3 separate regions of the Mus musculus genome follow, and all the other regions are linked to region 3. The links are chromatin contacts, called in public HiChIP or PLAC-seq and promoter capture Hi-C maps. All regions are on one chromosome and are shown on one strand. The core of a region is the stretch at or near the end of the contact, and the rest is flanking DNA. Distances in the headings are between cores, read along the strand shown.

Region 1 (2,700 bases), core at 83-2,582, 2.6 Mb after region 3:
CTGGGGTCACAATGTTGGGGACTACTGTCCCTGGTGGCATAGCATGACCCTGATTCTGGAATGCTTGATTGGACAAGGCCTGGAGGAAGTGATGTGGAAACACCAGATTAACACTTTCCTGGCTTCCTGGGTACCCACAGCTCAGCTTTCTGCCCATCCCTCTTCCTTCTGTGCCATTTCCTTGACTCTACGCTCCTTGACATGCCCTGCAGGGGAGGCACAGTCCTGAAGCATCCTCAGGGCAGGACTCACTCCTGCTGTTAGAGAGGGTCTCCAGGCCCACGGAACTGGCTGAGACTAGTAACCTTGGGATCCTGCATTAACCCTTCCTGTCCTGTCTTCTCCAGCCCAACCCCCACCCCAAATATTCATTCCATCAAAGACTTTTAAGATCAGAATTCTTAGTCTGGCACCTCAACTTTCTGGCTTTCCAGGACCATCTCCCAGTTAACTGCAAACACCCCAGATGCCGAGAGGAAAACCCGCATAGGGAGTTTCAACCCCTTTCCTGATATTCCTGGGACTGGGGATTTCAGTCTGTGGACAATCTGTCCTCATTGCTTGCTAACCCTGGGAACACATTCCCTCCTCTACCTTCACCTAAAGACGCAGAGCCCAGTCCCCAGGCAAGGACTGCGCAGGGAACCCTCTCCAAAAAACGCTAAGACAAGATCCCCCTCCACAAAACAGGGCATCATTCCAGGCCTGGTACCCCAACTCAGTTTGGAGACACTGCCCAGGTGAGGACTGTCATCCCAACGTCTGAGCCTCTCCCTGACCTAGAGCAGCGGTACATTCTTGCCGCCCCAGGCCGGCAGCAGGTGTCTGAGACCCCCTTGCTAGTGATGGAGCAGCTGACCAGACGAGGACGTGCATCCCTGTGCCCAGCGCGCATCCATGCACCCAAGGACCCCCTGCCCAGCCTAGGACTGCTGCCCAGGTCTCTGGCTCCAGACCTCCGCATCCCCCCGGGGGGAACTCCCTGTTTGCCCCCACCCCGGTCCTGTACCCCTTCCCAGGACCTCAGGGTTCCCCGCCGAGCCCCCCACCCCCGGCGCTGCGGTACCTCGGCTGATGACGGCCAGGCCGGCCAGGGCGGCGGCGGCGAGGAGCCGGAGCCGGGCCCCGGGCGCAGGGGGGGGCATCGCGGCGGCGCGGAGGGGGAGGGGAGGGGGCGGTCGGGGCGCGCGAGCCTGGGGGAGAGGGGGAGGGGGAGGGGAACCCCGCCTGCGGCTGCACCGGCCCGGGGGGCGGCGGGGGCGGGGGGAGGGGGCTGGGGGGGCGCGACGAGGTGGCCGGAGCTGCTGCAGACCCAGGGAGGGGGGGTGGTGCTGACGGGCAGGGAGAACGGCCAATCAGGGCAGGAGGGGGGCCGCGGAGGCGGGGCCGGGGGGGGTTGCTCGTTGGAGGGAGAGGCCTTTGTTACTGTGGCCCTGCCCCTCCTCCGCCCTCCCCCGGGCAACCGGCGTCCTCCTGGTCTCCAGAATCCTGGCCTGAGATGCACTTCATCCAGCTGCCTTCTGCTGAAGGAGCCCAACCCTCCTGCAGACTCCGGCTCTGTCCCTCCTCCCTCGGACCCAAGGTGTACAGACCCCAGAGCCTCCTCCCTTAGTCATAGGAGTCTAGACCAAATCTTCCTCTCTCAGACCCAGGTGCAAGAGCCCCAACCTTCTTCCTCAGACCCAGATGCACAGACCCTAGCCTCCTCCGTCAGACCTTGGGAGTCCAGGAACCAGCCTCCTCCCTTAGACAGGGTCCAATCTCAGTTTCTTCCCTCAGACCCAGAGATCCAACTCCCATACAAACAAATAAATTTACTTAATTTCTTTTTGAAGAGCTAAGTTAGCTAAGAAACAGTGGGGAAATAGTTCCCTTTTCATGTTTTGTGATGGGGGGAGGTCCCCACTCTTTGGACTCAATTCAGCTCGCATAAGTTGTAGGAGAATTCACTGAATCCCTAATTTGAACCCAAGACCTTGCTTGGGCTTCCCAGGCAAGACATATACCCCTTAGCCAGCCCCTATCCCTTCAATGCGGGACTCTAGGCAAATGCTTTACCTCTGAGCACGCCCTCTCACTGGAGGGGAGCCTAGGCAGATGTGCTACTTCTGAGTCACACTCAAGGCTCTCACTGTCGGGGGGTTCTAGGCAGGGACTCTCACTAAGCCACACCCCTAGCTCTTCACTTGGGCATTCTAGGCTGGCAATCTACTGTTGACCTGTAGCCCCAGCCTTAATGAGTCCTTAACGTAGGCAAGTGGAAAACAGGCAAAGGGCAGCGACCGCCAGTGTGTGACAGAATGGCACAGAGCAGGTCAGGTACATAGCACACAGGTCAGTTCTACCCACTCTGCCCCACTGGGCACCACCGCGGACCGTTTCCTGTTCCTTGAAGTATTGCAGGTTTGATGTCTATTAAATACTTTTCTCATTGTGGTGACAACATTTCTGGCACGAGCAACTTAAGAAGCAAGGGTTTGATTTCGGTTGAACATCCTAATCTGGAGAACTGAAATTCAAATCACTCTAAATTCTGAAGCGTTAGATTTTTAAAAATATTTTATTCATTTTGGTGTGGTGTTGCCCACCTGTAATCCCAGCACTGGAGAGGTGGAGGCAGGGAGATCAGGAGTTCAGGTCATCCTTGGCTACACATCAAGTTCAAGGCTAGCCTGGACTAGATCAGATCCTTTCTCAAAG
Region 2 (2,829 bases), core at 89-2,588, 2.6 Mb before region 3:
CATGGTGGCACTGGGGCAGAGACTACAGGAGTAAATGGGAAAAGGAAGGGCCCATGACCAGAAAGTGCAGTTCACACTACACCCTATACACTGCACTTCTGAGCTGGGTGTGGCGGCACACATGGTTGATCCATCCCATTACTTGAGAGGTAGAGGCCGAGCTGGTTCACACGGTGAGCTCCAGGCTAGTCAGGAGTACATAGCTGACTTTATCCCAACAGCAACAATAAGAAACAAACAAACAAACAAACAATCCATCTCTGTCTCCCTGAGTATATGCTTGACCCAAGCAAACAAACCAAGGTACCACAAGTTTTATATACAGAATCTAGCTCTCTCTTGAACAATGGATCAAGATTGAACTTTATTGTGATAAACATGCAGGGGCTGGAATCCCAGGAAGAACTTTGTTTTATTTACCCCAGATGCCTCGCATCAAAGTTGAAAGTCTTTCTGCAACATGCAGTAGGTGTGGGACACTCACAGCTTGTCAAGCGGTTGGTTGAGTGAGTGTGCATATATATTATCTTAATGTCATTAATCTTTCTAAGCAATTTTTAACAGTAGCTCTTCTTTGTTATGCACATAATAAAGTGGTAGCTGAGACACGCTAAGAAACTTGTTCTCAGACAAAAAGGGCATGAATCACCAAATCAGAGGCAATATCTTTACCTCTCTCCTCTAGTACTGCCCCAGTGCTTGGCTGCCCTTCTGGGCACAGCTCTTTTCGGCTCAAATTCCAAAGCCTTAGGTGTACGATACTGCCCCTCAGCAGCTTTTTACAGGGGCAAGGGTGAAAACCAGGTGGCAGAGGGGTGCAGGTCCTTGACAGAAGTTATACGGGAAGGTAGTAGCTAGGTCCGGTCAAGAACTTGGACCCATCTCTTCTAGTTCCCCCGAGAGGCCCCTGAGGAGAGCACACAAACTCGATCCTGACATTTATTCCTAGCTAAGAGACTGAGACGGCGGATTCAGACTCCGGGCCTCCATTTCTTTTGTGTACTAAGGTAATTCCCTGGAAGTTGCCTTAGGACTCTGTTGAGACAGGTATCCCTGATTCATTTCCCAAGCCAACTTCTAGTTCCGAGGTTCTATATTCCCACCCCGGCCCCGCTCCGCGTCCCTCATCCCACTTACCCTTCATTGTCGGCCAGCTTCCGGAGCTCTCTGGCGATGTCTCCTTCAGGCCTCACTCATTCCTTTCCTTTCTTCGCTTTGTTCAGCGGCTTTCTCCCGCCGGGACGCTGCTTTTTTGTTTAAAATTCCACTGGAAAAATCCGATAAGCCCAAGAGACAATTAACAAAGTGCACGGACTTGCTCCACCCTGCGTCAGGGGATGGCGACCAGATTTCGGATCGGGCGCCTCTCTGACGTCATTGACGCGACGGCATCTGTGTGCGTCCGTCACTGGCACAGGCTCTGTGGTTGAGAGAGGAGCGGATTTTGCGGGTCTGCTGTGGTGTTCAGTATGCAAGTGTCTGTAACTGGAGTAGTCGTGTTGGGGGGTCAGGATTAATGAAATGTAGCGAGAGCAAGCTGCCATAGAGAGGACGCGAGGGAGATTGGGGACGAGGGAGGGCACAAGTTGGCCGGGGATATCGGCGGTAACGACTGTGGGATTCCTTTTTTTTTTTTTTTAAGCAAGAGGCTTACAGTGTTGCCCTGGGTAATCTAGAATTTACTCCCGAGAATACTAGTCATATTTTGTACTGGTGGCCGGGGGTATTTAGTCCTGTTTCTGCTACTAAATACTTTTATGACCTCGTTCAAAGGTCTTTTTCCTATTAGTAAAGAAAAAGAGTAGGTTTATTTGCTATCGGATGCAAGAAGGTAGAGACGTGTAGTTAGTGTAGCTAGTATAACAAAAGTTACATTTTATTATGCAAACGGTCATTTCATAGGTTCACCCCCTAAATTCCTAACTACCTAAGCCTATCTCCCCAAGGCTACCCTCCTGTGTGACTTATCTTAGCTGAAGGTCAGGTCCAGTCTCCAACAGAAGTTTTTGATTGGAGTGTCAGATTACTCTCCAGCCGCAGGGCAGATGAAGGTGGCTTCTCTTCAGTTGTGCAGAGCAGAGCATTGCTCTTGGTGCCCACTAATACACTGTCCACTGGGTGTCATGGGGTTCTAGGACTGTGTCTAGTTGTCTTGAGTGATGTAACTGGGTTCTGGTTATCAGGTGCTGCCTTGGGTGTACTGGGGTTCCTTAATTAAACGTTTTACATGGGGTTCCTTAGTTAAACGTTTTACATGTCTAAAAGGCACCTATCTTCTTCTTCTTCTCTCTCTCTTTCTTTCTTTCTTTCTTTCTTTCTTTCTTTCTTTCTTTCTTTCTTTCTTTCTTCTCTTTCTTCTCTCTCTCTCTCTCTCTCTCTCTCTCTCTCTCTCTCTCTCTCTCTCTCTCTCTCTCTCCCTCCCTCCCTCCCTCCCTCCCTCCCTCCCTCCCTTCCTTTCTTTCCTGTGCTCATTGCATCTTACCCCATTGGTCTCAAAATGTTTGCTCTTTTAAAAAATTGATTCTTTTTCACTGAAGACAGTGTCCCAGACACTTGCTTTGTGGTCTAGGCTGAGCTTGAAAGTGCAACATTCCTGCCTGGCCTTCTGGAGCATTGGAATTTATAGTCTATCTTATTATATCCAGTCTAGAAGGCATTCTTCAGACTTGGAACATTAGTGTCTGTCATTATGATAAAAGACAAAAGTGATTCTCAAAGATCTGGGACACAAAGGCCCAGGCTAGCCTTTTCTCTAGACCAGTTATTAGGAGTCTTTTAATGGACCCTTTCAAATATCTAGCATAGCTTTGGGTATATGTCACTGTTCCC
Region 3 (2,700 bases), core at 108-2,607:
CAGGCAAAAAAATCCCCACCAGACAGAACGGGTGGAAAGAATCCACAGACCTTCAGAGTGACCAAAGCGTACCTCCCTGTAGCTGCTGGCATCCCTCCAGCAAGCCTGGTCACTGGCCATCAGTCCTTGATTGAATCTGGTACTGGGAGAGAAACTCACTGCCTCTCCAAACAAGCCAATGCACAGTGGGATAGCTCATGTCATCATATCCCTGCTTGGAATCAATTCTCCAACTGCTCCCTTAGAAACCTGCCATGGTCCTCCTGTGTAGCACGATGCAAGTCTGCCCCCTCCCTTCAAAAGCTGAGGACGGCAAGAGACCTGCAAGGTCTTGCATTCACAGACCTATGGTGGTTTCTAAAGAGTGGTGGAATGTTCAGGGGGAGGCAGGCCAAAGTATGTATACATATATGTAGAGGGAACAGGCAATGGGGACCCTGAATGAAAGGTCTACAAGGCTTTCTGCTCACAGAGCATCAGCGAGTGACCACAGGGTGAAAATGACCCATTGGCCACATAAGGAAGAGGAGGGGCAGAAGAATGCAGTGCCCGTGGTCCTCACTGGTGAGGGGAAAGCTTACAAAGAGCTACCAGCTTCTTCTCTGGAACTGTGTTCCTGTTGTCTTAGACAAGGGTGGCCACTGGGAAATTATTTCCTTTTTGGTCTTCTGTCTTCACTAACCAGTAGCTCATTGTCAGAGATACTTGGAGAGCTCTAGCATTCAGGGGAAGTTCACTGGGATGTGCCTCCATAAGTTAAGATAAAGCCAAGTAATGAGACCAGACCAGACCACTAGCTGGGGGATCCCTTGAGGAAGAGAGAGACCCAAGGAGAGCTCTATGGCTCTCCCAAGCCCTTGTGCCTGGACTGAACTATCTCATCCACCCACACACCCCTTAGGAAGGCAGACTGAACTCTCTAGGTGGCTAAAAGATATGACCCATTCTAGGTGAAGGCCAGGGAAGGTTCAGGGATACAGAAGATGCAAGCGTGGAGGATGGGCTCTGGAACGTGTACTCCACCTCTGCCTGCTTCCACCCGGGGGCTGGAGGATCCCCTTTGCTTTGGGTACAGAGTGGGAAATGGCCAGGAAGAGCTTGCTTGCAAGGACACAGGGACTAGCCCTCTCTCTGGGCAGGAAGACGGTCCCCACCCAGAAACCTCCTGAGCCCTGAGTCGTGCCCGGCGCTCCCCATTTCACCCCACCCGCACCACCTCTGCTGTCACTCACGGCCACTGCCTGCTGGCTCCCTGGTGCGCTCCGCGCCACAGGCACCTGCTCGCCCGGCGCTGGACGCTCAGTTCTTGTTCCCACACTGCGGACTCCTAGTCTTCACTGTCACTTGGTCTTGCTGCTGGCCGGACATAGCACTCCTCCCTTCTTGCATTCCCCTGGAGCCCACCCACCCGCCATGGCCCGGGTCTGGGCCAAAGAGTGGCGTGGCTCGTGGTCCAAACCTGGGTAAGGAGTTGGAGACACTGGGGGCTGCGGAGAGGGTGGGGGACACACAGAAAGCAGGGTGGAGCAGCTGTCTCCAGAGATGGACACTGGGAAGAAGCCAGGAGTTTGGGTGGGAGGACCCCCTAAGCAAAGCAGACGCGGGGTGGGGTTGCGCTGCAGCTAGAGAGATGGTGGTCGCTACGAATGACCCCGCGGCGGGGGCGGGAGGTGGGGGACGACGGGGTAGGGGCGGGGCGGACTCCGAGAGGAGGGCGGGGGTGATGCTGTGGAGGAGGCTGCTCGCCACCCAGCCACTGACCGCCCCCTCCATTCCTCTCCCCTCCCCCCTTTCCCCGCCTCTCTCGGGCTGCGGGTCGGCCACGCTGGACCCGCTCTCCCCGCGCTGCGCTACGGTCGGACGCCAGGTCTGCACGCCGCGGCTGAGCGCCCACTCGCCTTGAAGAGTGAGCGGTGGAGAAACCAGCGGGGGCGGCGGCGGGAGAGCTCCCCGGGAGTCGGAGGAGGTGGCAGTCGGGAGCCCAGCCAGAAGGAGACCAGGAGGCAGACGTTGGTGCCTTACAGGCACTCACTCCCTTCTCCAAGGATGGATCCTGGCGCAGTCCGGCAGTTTCCTGGCCCGCCCGCCAGAGTCTGAACTGCGGATCCCTATTCTCCTGTGGAGCACCGGACTGAAGGAGGTACAGACCGAAGGATCCTCCTGGAGGGACCTCGTCTCCTGCGTCCCCCGCGTAGCGCCCCCCGCCGGAGCCGCGCCGGGCCAGCCGGCAAGGAAGCTGGGCTGATTGGCGGCCGCCGGCGGCCAGGGGAGGGGGCGCCGTGCGGGGCCATGGCAGGCTCCGAGGCGTCCTAGCCGGAGCTCGAGCCGGAGCCGAGCCCAAGCTGCCGCCGCCGCCGCCTCTCCGCGCCGGGCCCCCGCCGCCGCCGCAACCCTGCGGGAGATGGAACAGCGGAACCGGCTCGGCGCCCTCGGATACCTGCTACCTCTGCTACTGCACAGCCTGCTGCTCTTCGTGGCCGACGGTGAGCGCGGGAACTTCGCGGCCGCGATGGGCTCAGGGGACCCTTTGCTAAGGCCACGGAAGTCTGCCCGCTGGCCACCGCGGAGGAGGAAAGGAAGCGGCAGGCTTTACGGTCTCCAGCAATTCGGGTGTGCAACCCAGGCTGGGAGTGGGTAGGAGCACGAGCGCAGAAGAGGGTCTCTGCAGCTGTGGCGTCCGCTTAGGGAGTCCTTTCACCC

Evidence for each region. Promoter capture Hi-C pulls out the DNA fragments that hold promoters and counts their contacts. HiChIP or PLAC-seq counts read pairs in DNA pulled down with a chosen protein or histone mark.
Region 1: an H3K4me3 HiChIP or PLAC-seq map of forebrain shows a contact between it and region 3, with 8 times the contacts expected there. The contact joins the promoter of Iglon5 here to the promoter of A230077H06Rik in region 3.
Region 2: a contact with region 3 is called in a promoter capture Hi-C map of embryonic stem cells, with 6 times the contacts expected there. The contact joins the promoter of Pop4 here to the promoter of A230077H06Rik in region 3. A contact is called at or near these places in 1 of 39 promoter capture datasets (embryonic stem cells) and 1 of 115 datasets of contacts at active chromatin or transcription factors (astrocytes).

Annotation. Positions count from the first base shown.
Region 1 is chr7:43,488,879-43,491,578 of GRCm38.p6, forward strand. It overlaps Iglon5 (IgLON family member 5), which reads right to left and starts at 1,333. Exons shown (of 8, transcript NM_001164518.2): 1 at 1,067-1,333. The coding sequence starts at 1,145.
Region 2 is chr7:38,270,010-38,272,838 of GRCm38.p6, forward strand. It overlaps Pop4 (processing of precursor 4, ribonuclease P/MRP family, (S. cerevisiae)), which reads right to left and starts at 1,339. Exons shown (of 7, transcript NM_025390.4): 1 at 1,138-1,339. The coding sequence starts at 1,144.
Region 3 is chr7:40,896,967-40,899,666 of GRCm38.p6, forward strand. A230077H06Rik (RIKEN cDNA A230077H06 gene) reads right to left here and starts at 1,358. Exons shown (of 5, transcript NR_040329.1): 1 at 1,233-1,358. It overlaps Vstm2b (V-set and transmembrane domain containing 2B), which reads left to right and starts at 2,312. Exons shown (of 5, transcript NM_021387.3): 1 at 2,312-2,483. The coding sequence starts at 2,402.